3 separate regions of the Mus musculus genome follow, and all the other regions are linked to region 3. Evidence: chromatin contacts called from public Micro-C and promoter capture Hi-C data. All regions are on one chromosome and are shown on one strand. The core of a region is the stretch at or near the end of the contact, and the rest is flanking DNA. Distances in the headings are between cores, read along the strand shown. Region 1 has its middle 77 kb from the start of Gm36851. Region 2 holds the start of Wdfy3 (WD repeat and FYVE domain containing 3). Region 3 holds the start of Nkx6-1 (NK6 homeobox 1).

Region 1 (4,134 bases), core at 963-3,462, 500 kb before region 3:
CTAAGCATTAAGAAAGACAATGCAGCTGCTACAGTTTGGATGTGAAAGTCCCCCATAGGTCAATGCATTTAAATTATGGTGCCAGCTTGGTGCTATTGGGTGGTGGTAGAAACCAATGAGCAGAGCCTAGTGGAAGACTTTGGTCATTGAGGATGTGCCTTGAAAGAGACTCTAGGACACTGTCCTTGTCACCCCCGTCCCCCACTCTCTTACATCCTGAACACAAGGTGAATGGTTTCACCTCATGCTTCTGCCACACTTTGCTGTCATTTCACAGGCCCCAAAGCAAAGAGACCAACCAACTAATCGTGGATAGAAACTCCAAAGACTGTGAGACAGAAAAACAAATGCATCTGCTAGTGGTTAGCTTAGATATTTGTTGTAGTAACAGAAACAGACCAATACAGCAAGCAGCAAAGTACCAAAGTCTACCCAGACTCTCACTCTTTCTCTCTGCTATACACTTACATCCCAAGCTCCGAGAGTTATCAATGCTGTCCTTTGAGTTGAGATCCACAGCAGCAGTCTTGCTATGTCTAAATTGGGTCACTGGACCCCAGGGGTGGAAATACTAAGTAGCGTGGTGTAGTCAGTAACAAGGGAGGCAGGTCTAACTCTAGTGCCTTCTAGAAGTTGGGTTACTATGTTTGCAGTTCCAGATAGAAGACAGAAGCATTCATCATTGTTTCCAGTTATCTGGAGGGCCTTGTGAGAGGACCATCATTCTTAGTGTTTGGGGAGAAACCCCCTCAAAAAGTGAGGACCCTGGAAATTAAAGAGCTATTTGTCTCCAATGTGGAGACTCTTCATTAATATTCATGAGGCCTGCCTCAGTGCTTCAGGCTGAGGCGCGCTGTCTTGCCATTGTCAGTGACTAAATCTCCCTTCAGGTGCTCTTCTGGAATTCCCATTGAGTTATGAAAACTAATCTCCTTTCATTGAATTTATTGCACAGCTCTATTGTGATGAGCGCGTGTCAGAGAGAAATAGAAGAGCTTTGCACTTGGCTCTTCCATCTTCAATTTCAAGGCCGGTTCCCTCATGCATTTGAGCTACAGAAGGATCTCTGGTTCTTAATATGTGCAGTTGTGTGCATTTTAACAAACTTTAAACTTCAGAAATTATGCCTTCCTCTGCCTCAGTCTGCTAACTGCATGCATGCTAATGGGGAATTGAAGACTCGGTCAGGGGAGAGAAGCCCCTGTATGGCAATTACGCCTTGGAGAGAGAATTTAGCTTTTCATCAGGTTCCTGGTAATCCTGAATCTCTGTATGGAAATGCAACTCATTTCTCCGCCCGACTACCACATACATTCGGAATATTAAAAAGAATGAGAGGGTGTTTCTCGCCTCTGCCTCCCTTGTCGACAGAAATCAGTGTTAACTCGAGATGATGGATGTTGACAAACTTAATATGGTGAGTTGAGGATGGATGACTCTGCGCAGGGAAGGAAAGAGAGTCAAGGGAACAGAATGTCTTCATTTCCTGAGTGGGAGATTATCCCGTCATGATGTGTTTGCCTTCATTTATTTATTTATTTATTTATTTATTTAGGAAAGTGTTTGGAAAAAAAATCATAAAGTACTAATTAGATGTAAATATATGCACATCTAAAATTTGCTTAGTTTTAATATAACTTGAGTTTCCCCACAGGTCTTAATGCCTATGTTTGACCTTCATGGGGCCCACACAAAACAGTTGCTCATGCTCACTCAAAATGTTCATGTCCTTTCTTCTTCACACTCGTTGAAGTCAACTGTAGGACTCTGCCCCATGGCTGCCTCTTGGGGCTTAGAACAAGTTGGTTATGATGGACTCCAGGTATCTTCATTGCCTCTTGATTCAAGTTTTTTTTTTTTTTTTTCTTCTCCACATTCACCTGTCATATTACCTGCTCATCAAGGTGACTTGAAGAATCACCGTTAAGGTGAATCAACGCCCTCTCTTCTGTCCTGCAGTATTCCAGCCGTTTCATCTTAGCCTATATTATCAGCACTCCTGTCTATGGTCTGTTCTCAATCATTAAAAATGCGTAGGGGTTCTTAAGGACTTGTTCCTGTTGGAGTGGAGATGGGAACGGGTGAGTGCCGGCACTGCTCGCAGCTTGTAGACTCACAGACTTTGTCAGCAGTGGCTTTAGATTCAGACTGATTTGGAGCCTGACGGATGTGAGGGCACGTCCTGCCCTTGCTGCCTGGTGACATCACATTAGGGAAAGTCCCTAGTTTCCAGTGACTGAGCAGGAGGTACTCAAGGAATGCATTTTGACTGAGTCAGTGATTTGTAATCCTCATGTTTATTTTCCTAAAGTACAGCAGTATCTTGTAAGTAACAGCACTGTTAAAGACACCCTTGGAGAAACTTAGGAAGATAGAAGATTGCTGGGATGTCTGACACAATGCTGTTTGATATCTAACTGTTGTTTGTCTGTCATTTTTATCCTACCCTTTGCATATTCATACTTAGAAGCGTAAGTACTTGTATGTTATCTTTTCTTAAACTCACATGTGATTAGCATGCAGTATTAGTGTACCTTATATTAGTGTAGCTATCTGTCCATGATACGGTTTAATTTTGCTGTCACACTGAACACCAGAAATCTTCACCTACATTTTACAGATCAGTCAGAAACCTGAATGTCAAGAAGAATTTACCTCAAGTTACGTCAGTCACAGAAGCATGGCCAGAAGCCAGGTTTTGTGTGGTGCCTGCTATTTTCTCATTAGCCAGGATTTCTGGAATGAAGCAAACATTTATTTATCTCTGCAGTCCGATCCCTTTGATGAAACACAGGAGTGGAGCTTGGGTCCTGCGCTGTTGTGTAGCTACTGCACAAGGACGTTGAACTTACCTTTTTGATCTCAGCTATGTGTTTGTGGCTGGAATGAGGAAGATATGGGATTGAGAGAGTCCATTAGGCTGCAGCTGTGTTTGTGTTTGCAGCTGTTCTTGTGCACACAGGGCCGCGGGGAGACTCACTCATTGGGGGAAGAGCTCGTTTCATGGTCAGTGAATGGCTTTGGGCTTAGGAATAACACTTTCTCCTTTGTGAGCATTTGGGGACTTGCTGAAGCACAAAAAGATTTAGAAGAAACCCAAAAGTCTTCAGACAAGGAGATTCAATTTTAAAGCATTAATGTGTCCATTAAAAAGAATAGATGTATGGAGCCAGAGAGATGGTGCAAAAGTCAGGACTGCATGCTCTTCTTGTAGAAAACCAGGGTTTGGTTCACAGCATGTCCAGTGGCTCACAAATGCCTGTTATTCTGGCTCCAGGGGGATCAGGCACTGCTGGTCTCTGCAGGCATATTTTCTCATGTGCACAATGTCCCCACCCACCCCGTTACAAATTTTAAAAAAATCCTTTTAAAATATAGTCAGGCTCATACTTAATAGATGTGAGCTAACAGGATAGTCATTGAGAGACCAGCGGAAGGTGTGTTGGCTGAGATTACTAATGGTTTCAAGAAGTGAATGCAATAATCTTTCCAAGTGTGGGCTTTGAAGCCAGCTGAGTCTGTACTGTGAGAGAGTACCTGAGGATACCGAAGTGCAAAAACAGCCCCTAGTCTTATCAAGTTTGCATTGTATGAATGAGATAAATAAGAAATAGAATCAGAAAGTGAACAAGAGGATGTGTCAGAAGCATGTAAAGGCTATATAGTAAGCAAATGGCCAAGGAAGAGACCAGCCCAAGGAACTCTTCCCTCTCTTCTCTGGCTTATGGAAATTTTTTTCGTGGTATAATTTTTGAATATATTAATGTCTCACTCTTGGGCTCCTTTGAGTTTCTTCTACCATCTCTATTATTACTTCTTCCAGCAAAGAATGAGCCTTGAAGTTTGTACTGCGTGTAAATGAGTGTATTTGCCAATCTGCCGCGAGTTGAGGACTCAATAAAGATAAAGAAGATGAAAAAATAAAGGAAGAGAAAAATCACTATTTAGCTGTAAGTAAGTATTGAATATTCATGCTAAAAGTGAGCTTCCCTCCCTTCTTGCTTGCTTTGCCTACTTTTTGTATATCCATAACATAGAGTGTTATGACTTATCTGAGTCATAGTTTCAGCTCTCAAAACCTTACTACAGAGTAAAATGATATTTGCATTTTTCCATATCCATCATTTTTCTGTC
Region 2 (4,400 bases), core at 739-3,238, 410 kb after region 3:
TGCATCTACAAGACTTAGACGTTCACGCTCTTCTCAGCCTCCCAGTACCTGGCCAACAGGTATGAGTCACCATACCCAGGTAGGATATTTACTCTTTTTAAACTACGATACCCAGTTGTTTACCATCTTTTGTGGTTCCAGATCAAATGGGGGTGGGGGAGCCCCGATGTAGGCTACATTCTGAGGATAATTTCTAGAAATTCTAAGACCCCACTGAATGCAGCACCTTGGTGATATTTAGGACACCAGAGGTAAACAGTGAAGACTTGTGGAGTTCAGCATCCTCAGAGTACAGAATCTGATCCTGGAATATTACACTACGGTTTAACTTTCTTTCATGTCTTTCCAAGTTACTTCAAAGCCTCATGTTCCTTAACTCATAGCACATTTGTAGAGAAATTTTTGTGAGAAGCATATTTTTACATGAATAGATTTCAACTAAGGAAAAGAGAAACTATTTAAAAACCTGTATTTCTAGTTGCTTGAGGCAGAACTGCTCAAAGTTTTAGTTCTCAAACCTAATGAAATACAGATTTTTTTTAAACATTAAATGCATATCAAGCTAATTCTTACACAGCAGGGTCCCATGATGACAGTTTTATTTAAAGAGGGATTTACTTTGACTAGATCTATACACTAACAGACTATAGTCTTTCTCCTAGACTCTACACTAATACCACATCCCATTTTCCTGTAAATAAGTACATTTTTCATTGTTTTGTTATTTTTACTTGCTTTACATCCTGACAGTGAAAACTGATCTAAACCTGCTTGATAGAGGCCAGCCTGGAATCTGCTGTCTCGACGCAAGGGTTTTGTTTTTCTTTTTTTGTTGGGTTTTCAGACACCATAATAACCACTTGGTACTGACCAACCCATAGCTATTAGTGAACAAAAATAGTTTTTCGTATGCATAAGCACCATTTTTCCCACAGAAAAAACACTTAGCCATTGGTGAGGTACTGAAAATCCATGCATTCGGTAAACATCTGCTTGATCTGATTCTATCCTATTATTTCTACAAAGGAAGAACTCATCATCTGTCTCTCCGATTCAAGAGTCAAAAAATCAATGGAACGCAGCACCTCCGATGCGACCATGGTCCAGAGGGCTCTGGTCGGAAAGGTCACCGCTGCCTTTTCAACCCCGCCATAACCGCGAATGTCGGTGATGCCACCACATCCCCGATGCAGGACAGAAGCATCCCAGGTCCCTTCCACAGGGAAGGGTTTGCAGCTCAGAGCGTAGAGGGATGAGCCAGGAGAGGCCCGCGGCCCTGGAGACGGCGCCCGAGGGATGGAGGCCGCGCTCCGCTGCGCCCGGGCGCGCGCGGGTGGGGGCTGGGGGGTCCGGGAATGGGCACCGGGAGGGTCCTCCCGAGGGGACCGGCATGACCCCCACCTACCCCGGGCGCCGCCGGGTTACGCCCCCGCCCTCCCGGACCTGCGGTCGCCTTGCCCCCGCCTCCCCATCCCCGAGGCCCCCGCACGCCCCTCCGCCGGCCGCCTGGGACCAGCCGCCGACGGCGCCCTCTCCAGGCCCGGAGGAGGACGCGGGTGGGGGAGCGGCTGGGCCGCGGCCTGTCCCCGCGCGGACAGCGCCTCCGCCCCGCAGGAACAAAGCGCGCCGCGGGCGAGCCGGCGAGCGGGCAGGCAGCACTCACCGCGGACGCGCGGGCCCAGGCGTGGGGCCCGGGAGTCCCCCCAGGCCGGGCCGGGGCCGAGCGCCCGCTGCAGTCCGCGAGCTGCGGGGCCGGGGCGGCAGCCGTGCTAGGCAGCCAGGGCAGCGACGCCGCCGCCGCTCCCTTCTCCCGCCTGGGTCCCTGCTCCGCCGCGTCTTCTCCCTCGCCGGGTCCCCGCCGCCGCCTCAGCCTCGGCACTGCACGGGCTGCTCCTCTCCATCAAGGCCGGGCCGGGCCGCGGGGAACATCCCGGAAAGTGAGGGCTGGTGGCCGTCTCCCGCAGCTGCTGGTGGCCATCTTTAATCCTCCTCCTCCTCCCGCTCTCCCCACCTCCCGCGCCCGCTGACGGACGGCTCGGGATCCTCCTCCCGCTCCTCCCGCTCCTCCTACCAGGCCGGCCGCAGAAACTGCAGCCGCGCGGCCGGCCCCTCCCGCCTTTCCTTCCTCTTTCCTACTTCCTTCCCTCGCCGCGGCTCCTGCTTGCCGGCACCCTGGACAGGCGCGCAGCCCAGTCCGCGCCCCGCGCCCCGCGCCCCCTGCCCTCGCCTCCGGGCTCCCGGGTCCTCTGGCGCAGCGCTCACCCCCTCCTCCGGCTTCTCGGGGGACCCTGCTGAGAAAGCACCGCTGCGCGCCCCTGAGCCCTACTCCCATTGCTGGATGCTGTCACCAGCGATGAAAACACGCGAGCCTGCGTTCATTTTACTCCAGCTGGAGTACAAAAGAACTGCCCACGCTAGCTCTTTCACTACGCGGCCTCGAACCCCCACCTCCTCCGGTGCGGATCAGGACCCAGGAGTTTCCAGTCTCCAGGGTTGTCCTGGGTCAGTGACCTTGAGACCTTCTGCTGAGATTTTAGGTTTGCCCTTTCTGGAAAGGTCATTCTTTGTACCTCCATAGACCTGACCAACACAATGTTTGCACTAAATGAGTATGGATTGGTAAACTTGAAACAGCCAAGCGGACATCAGCTTGTCTCTGTTCCTAGTCCGCCCAGCGTACCGTTTGGGTCATACTTCTGTTCTGACGGTGGGGACAAAACTGAGTCAGCATGAATGCTTGAACTCCTTGAGTTGAACAGCTCAGAGTGGGGAAGTAGTGGTACAGAAACTGGAAACACGAGCTTGTTTTCCCAACACTGCAATCTACAGCAGTTTTAGGATTTCCTCTAAAAAAGAAAAAAAAAAAAAAAAAGCCGAAGTAATTTGGACTTGCTGTTTCCTTTTTTTAAGCCAGTTTGTGTTTGGAATTGGATCCAGTTGTACCGATTTACTCCACTGTTTGCTACAAGATTCAGCAGCTGTTCCGTGTGGGGGCCCCTGTTCCTGCTGTTCCCAGGCACCCGCTGGCAGGACAAAGCACCTTTCCCCAGGTGTGGAGAGCCATGCCTGTAAGGCCTGTGCTGGGTGGGGCTGCTGTTGGATGAGGTTGGGGGGTCCCTCAGGAGGATAGAAGAATTGTCCAGAGTTGGAGGCCAGGGAGACAGTCAGGGAAGGGAAGAGACCAGGGGCAGGCTACAGAATAAAAATGTAAATGTTACTCAATTCTGAAAGAGTAGGTCAGAACAACCCCTTTTAAAAAAACCTACTTTTATAACCAGATCATCTAAGGGGGAACAGAAATCCGATGCTTTGCCTCTAAGGCTCACAAAGTAACCTGTAAAGATACTGGCCATTCAACTGTTTTAACTCAGTCTGTGCCATCTATAGAATTCCTTTAAAGCCAAATAGGCTGTGCTATAGCGCTCTATAATACAGTTTTAAATAAATCATTACTGCCAGGTCGCTGGGTGGGGGAGGGGTGTGCCTGCTTCCTTTTCCTTCTTACTGCTCCTTCCTCCTTGGCCCTTTGATGTGTATTCTTTAGGTACCGTTCCTCCAATCTGCCCTTACACAAATGTACCACAAAATTCTCTTCAGCCTGGGAGTGTGGCAGGAAGAAGAGCTACTGGATGCATGGCTACATTAGGGTAAGAAAATCAGTTGAGTCAACACTAAGACCAGGGTGCCTTTCAGAAGGAAGATCTTCAACTAAATATGAATGAGGTTTCGAATTTTTTTTGTAATTATAATTGGGAGAAGAAAATTTATGAAATGTATGTCATCAGCACATTGATTATAAATGTCTTTCTGTTGGAAAAAAAACCATTGCAATAAAGTTCAAGGGTATATCAGTATGCAAATGTGGCAATTTTCCTGCTGGTGTCTTATAGAGAATATTTCACAAAGGTTTTCTCCTAGTGCACACATATACACCCAGCTGCCTTCCCTTGTTTTGCTGAAGCTATACAAATATAAGGATTATAAGGATGGTCTGGAAAAGACCCTTCCCAGTTGCTCTCTCTCAGCTCTGCCTCAGATCTGTCACCGCCACAGCTCTTACCTTCCTGGGTCTTTGTTGCCGGCCAAATGTAGTTTCTGTCATCTTGAGTTTAGGTATTCAAAACAAAACAAAACAAAACAAAACAAAACCCTGGTCAGCTCAGGTTCTCCAGCAACATGACTACTGTGTCCTGTGTATTCACTCAGATGAACTCACACTCCTCATAAAACAAAGACTGTGTTAAAGTGGAATAAGCCCTTTGTGCAGAGGCCAGATGGAAGGAGTTCTAGGCATGTGCAGCGAACTCCTCTGGGGATAGAGGAAGCTGAAGGGCTATTTCTAAACAGTTCTGCACCAGGAGTCTGATTCCTAACTTCCATTCAGAAATGAGGTGACTGTA
Region 3 (3,854 bases), core at 487-2,986:
GGTCCATCAATGACAACAGCCTAGTTCTGGGAACCGCTGGCACAGGTCATTCTGGACAAGTGCACTGGGAGTGGGCGAGGGAGCTGGGAGAAAAGGTGAGCTGGAGACAACCAGGGAGGGTGTGTGCAAGCAAAAGTCTGCTTTTCTCGAGGAGGTAGATAGCCAGCTGCCTTGCCTACCCTCGCGGGTTTGCCGAAAACAAGGGTCAGACTACTGAAGGAACGGGCGAGCATGGCAGGAAGGAGCCAGAAAGGAAGGGGTGCGGAGGCCTTTTCCCGCTTTCCATCCATCTGACCCAGAGCTGGCCAGGTTCAAGAACAGCCCAGACAGAAGCTCGCTTGCTGCGCTGTGTTCTGTCCAGACGCATTCTCGTTGGTGGAGCCCAGGCCTGCATGAGCCTCGGCGAGCCCAGGAAAGCGCGAGTCCCTCGCTCGCCTGCAGGGGCCCAGCCAACGGCGTGCTGTCCCGGAACTTCCAAACTAGTGTGGCGGCCAGGAGACTGACCGCCCGCAGGGGCACTGTGTGCTTCACGACCCGAGAGCAGACTTAGAAGGCAGGGACCCACCCTCCCCTCCCATAGTACTCACGGGGGGTACAGGCAAGGCGCGCGTCCCTCCACGGCGGACTCTGCATCACTCCGGGCCAGAAGATGGGCGTCCGACCGGGCAGCTCGGCCAGGGGCTTGGGGTACCGGCCCACGGCGGCCACAGCCGCGGCGCTGGGGCTAAAGTAGAGCCCGGGCGGCGGTGGCGGAGGGCTCAGGCTGCTGAAGCGGGGCAGGCCGGCCAGCAGCCCAGCGGGCGACGAGGCGGCAGCGGCGGCAGCAGCAGCGGCGGCGGCGGCCGCCGCAGAGGCCGAGGTGGCGGAGGCGGACGAGGAGGAGGAGGAGGAAGACCCGGAGGGCGAGGCGGAGGGCAGGGCGGCCCCCGAGGCCACCGGCATAGAGGGCCGGCTCAGGATGTCGTTGATGCCGTGTGGGGTGGCCGCCGAAAGCTGCTGCGGGGGACTGCCCAGGGACGAGAGGCCCCCCGCGGCCGGGGGCTTCAAGCCGCCCGGGTTATGTGAGCCCAAAGGTGGGGAGGGCGACGAGGACGAGGAGGACGAGGACGAGGAGGAGGGGGGCCCGGTGGGCAGCGGGGGATAAGCGGCGGGGTAGAGCGGGGTCTTCATCTCGGCCATACTGTGCAGGGCGGCCAGGGGCGGGCTGCTGAGCAGGAACGCGCTCTGCCGAGGGCCCTCCATCGCCCCCACAGCTAACATCCCACAGCCAGACCCGAACCCGCAGCCACGCAGGTCGGTGGCCCCGCCGGGGCTCGGGAGAACCCGAGGTGCCGGGGGCGCGCGCAAGCGAAGTGTGGATCGGCCGCGGGCTCCGGGAGCTGCGCAGCAAAAATGTCCAAACGCCCCGCGGGAGGCGGCAGGGGCGAGGGCTGCGGGGGCGCGGGCGGGCTCAGCGCTTCCTCGGCTTCGGGAGTCCCGGATTCGATCCCAGGCGCTGGTCCCTCGTTCCCGGCTCAGAGCGCTCTGCTTCTCATCTTCTCCACCCCCGCGGGAAATCAGCAAGACGTACCCCGCAGCCGACCCAGAGAGTTTGCAACAAGGTTGGGAGGCGCGGAGCGTTCGCTTTGATGTAGGAGGGCGGGGGCCGGCTCGCTCGCCTGGGGGAGCTTCAAAGCGGGCGGCGTTCCGCCCGGTGCGCGCCTCTGATCTCGCTCGGACGCTCCGCTCTCCCGGCGGCCGCGCTGCTGAGTCGCACTCACCGCTCGCCCGGGGGACAGAGCACAAACGGCCGGCGCGGGTATCGCGCCCGCCACTGCCTCGGGCCCGGCGTTACTGCGCCAGAAAGGGCAGTCAGTGACACCGCTCCGGCGGCTGGGGACTTGGTGCGCCCACGAGCCTACTTCCCCTCCGAGCCACGCGGCGCCGGACTAGCCGGATCGAAAAGGATAAAAGAAAATAAACCTAAGTATGGAAAAAGTCTGACGGGCCGGTTCCGATCGTCCGTCCTCTTCTGCAAGCCGGCCGGGAGACCCCCCCCCGTCCCACCCCCTGGCGCCCTCTCTTCCTCTCACTCTCCGCCTTTCTCTTGCCTCTCTGGCATTTCTCCTTGGCTTTCCAGGCTTGGCTCTTCCAAGCCCTGTCCTCTGGCCAAACTGACCCTCTCGGCGGCTCTTCCCTTCTCTCCTCTCTCCCTCTGGGCCTGACAGTTCGGATGAAGCTCTCAAAGGTAATAAAATATTTGCACCCCTCCCTGCCTCTCTTTAGCTGGGGGACGCAAGGGAGGGGAGGTGGGGGGCCAAAATGAGAACTTTCGAGGACGTCATTCCGGGGCGGCTCGGCGGGGCGGGACTGAGGAGCGGGGCCCGGGTCCTGGGCGTAAACACCGCCTCCAATAGCGCTCAGCTTGGGCAAGGCGTCGCTCCTAGAACACGCCCACCTGGGAGCGCCACACCTTTTGATTGGCTGAGACTAGGGAGCCATAAGGACGCGCCCTCCTAGTCCCCGCCCCAGCTTCACTTGGGCGGAGCCAAGAGGGGAGGGGCCTGGCGAAAAGAGTGGTTCCAGTCTAGAGCCAGCGGCCGGCTCAACTAATCGTGCAAAATAAAATGGAAAGGAGAAGGAGGGAGCAGGGACGAAGAGGGCATTACTTTTTAAAGAGAGGAATAATGAAAATCCAGCCCTTCTATGGAAAAGCAGTTTAAGTGCGGCTCTTCCGCCCACGCCAGCTCGCGTCATCCTCCCCCAGCTCGCGCGCGGCGCCCACCTCCAACGGTGTCTGGACCCTTGCGAAAAGGGAGCTAATGGAGCAGGCAGGAGGCATATCCCAGGCCGACTTCCTTCTTTTGAAGGGATTAATTAAAGGCCCTCTGGGCTCTTCCAGAATCGTGTAAATTGATTTGTTGTTCCTTAAGCCCGTAGATGTTTTTAAACCCCTCGCAGGCCTAAGGGTCACCCTTCACCATCTTTCCGTCTCCTGCTCTTTTCTGTTCTTTCTCCGTTCTTGTCTTCGCTCTCCCACTCCCTAGATCATTATCACTTATGAGGGGGCTCAGTACTCTGGGGATGAAATCAGCTTAATGAGAATATTTATCTCCTGCGTGGTGTCTAAACCTAACAGAAATGAGATAATTATTTTTTTAAAATCCTCCCTCTATTATTATTAGTTGGATTTATGAGGCAGGATCACTAAAATTCACAGGACAACTTTAGATAGAGGAATACCTCGGGGGAAGACAGGTAACTGTTGGAAAGTCTGGTCAAGCTCTCAACTCGGGTAGTTGAGTAAACTAGAGACGACCGACTTCTAGGCTGACATTGGGAGCGATGGTCAAAAGGGCTTTGCTCCCTCTGGCCGATCTTTAAGGTCTGCTCAGGGTTGACCAAAACCAAGGAAAAAACCTCTTTGGTCGATCTTGAGAAATCGGGCAGTTGATACACCAGTGGGGGGGGGGGGGGCGGGAAGTGTCACAGCAGAGATTTGCATCATATTATTGAGTCCAAATTTAAGGTTCAGAAAACAGAAATAGGCGATAAATGACCCAGGAATTAAAACTGAGCAGCGCCAGGGAGTTTGACTCTGAATGTCAAGCAGGAGGCCTTAAACTGGTCGGTCCCCTTACTTCTCCAAAGCTTGAGTGTTGTCAACTTGAGGTTGAGTTTGACGTGTGAGAGTAAAGCCTAGGGGTTAATCATCGCCTGCTCCTTTCATTCGCTCAGAGTCGGGGGTGGGGAAGATGATATTTGTCTTCCTCTGGCTTTCCCATCTTTATTAACTTCAAGACTTGGTTATTGCCATCATTCCGTAGAGTTTAGATCTGACCCTGGAAAAGGTGGGGCTCTGCACGGGTGGGAGA

What was found. Promoter capture Hi-C pulls out the DNA fragments that hold promoters and counts their contacts. Hi-C and Micro-C count contacts between places; a contact is called where the count stands out from the background.
Region 1: a contact with region 3 is called in a promoter capture Hi-C map of the SN4741 cell line, with 5 times the contacts expected there. The contact joins the enhancer-like site here to the promoter of Nkx6-1 in region 3. A contact is called at or near these places in 12 of 39 promoter capture datasets (the 3T3-L1 cell line, the SN4741 cell line, cranial neural crest and 5 more), 3 of 15 datasets of contacts at CTCF or cohesin (the NIH/3T3 cell line, large pre-B cells and pro-B cells), 5 of 484 Hi-C or Micro-C datasets (adipose-derived mesenchymal stem cells, embryonic stem cells and nephron progenitors), 10 of 115 datasets of contacts at active chromatin or transcription factors (craniofacial prominence, embryonic forebrain, embryonic hindbrain and 6 more) and 1 of 9 other capture datasets (adipose tissue).
Region 2: a contact with region 3 is called in a Micro-C map of B cells, with 9 times the contacts expected there. The contact joins the promoter of Wdfy3 here to the promoter of Nkx6-1 in region 3. A contact is called at or near these places in 1 of 39 promoter capture datasets (pre-B cells), 1 of 15 datasets of contacts at CTCF or cohesin (large pre-B cells), 7 of 484 Hi-C or Micro-C datasets (B cells, LSK cells, cardiomyocytes and 1 more) and 1 of 115 datasets of contacts at active chromatin or transcription factors (embryonic stem cells).

What each region holds. Positions count from the first base shown.
Region 1 is chr5:101,161,064-101,165,197 of GRCm38.p6, forward strand. No RefSeq gene overlaps it. Among named protein-coding and RNA genes, the nearest start is that of Gm36851, 77 kb to the right of the region's middle. Within about 2 kb of position 2,213, at least 56 of the 459 cell types and tissues checked have an H3K27ac peak or open chromatin away from gene starts, as enhancers often do. A contact at or near this core is called in the NIH/3T3 cell line, the SN4741 cell line and adipose-derived mesenchymal stem cells, where this site is marked.
Region 2 is chr5:102,067,933-102,072,332 of GRCm38.p6, forward strand. It overlaps Wdfy3 (WD repeat and FYVE domain containing 3), which reads right to left and starts at 1,989. Exons shown (of 67, transcript NM_172882.3): 1 at 1,664-1,989.
Region 3 is chr5:101,662,975-101,666,828 of GRCm38.p6, forward strand. Nkx6-1 (NK6 homeobox 1) reads right to left here and starts at 1,737. Exons shown (of 3, transcript NM_144955.2): 1 at 588-1,737. The coding sequence starts at 1,260.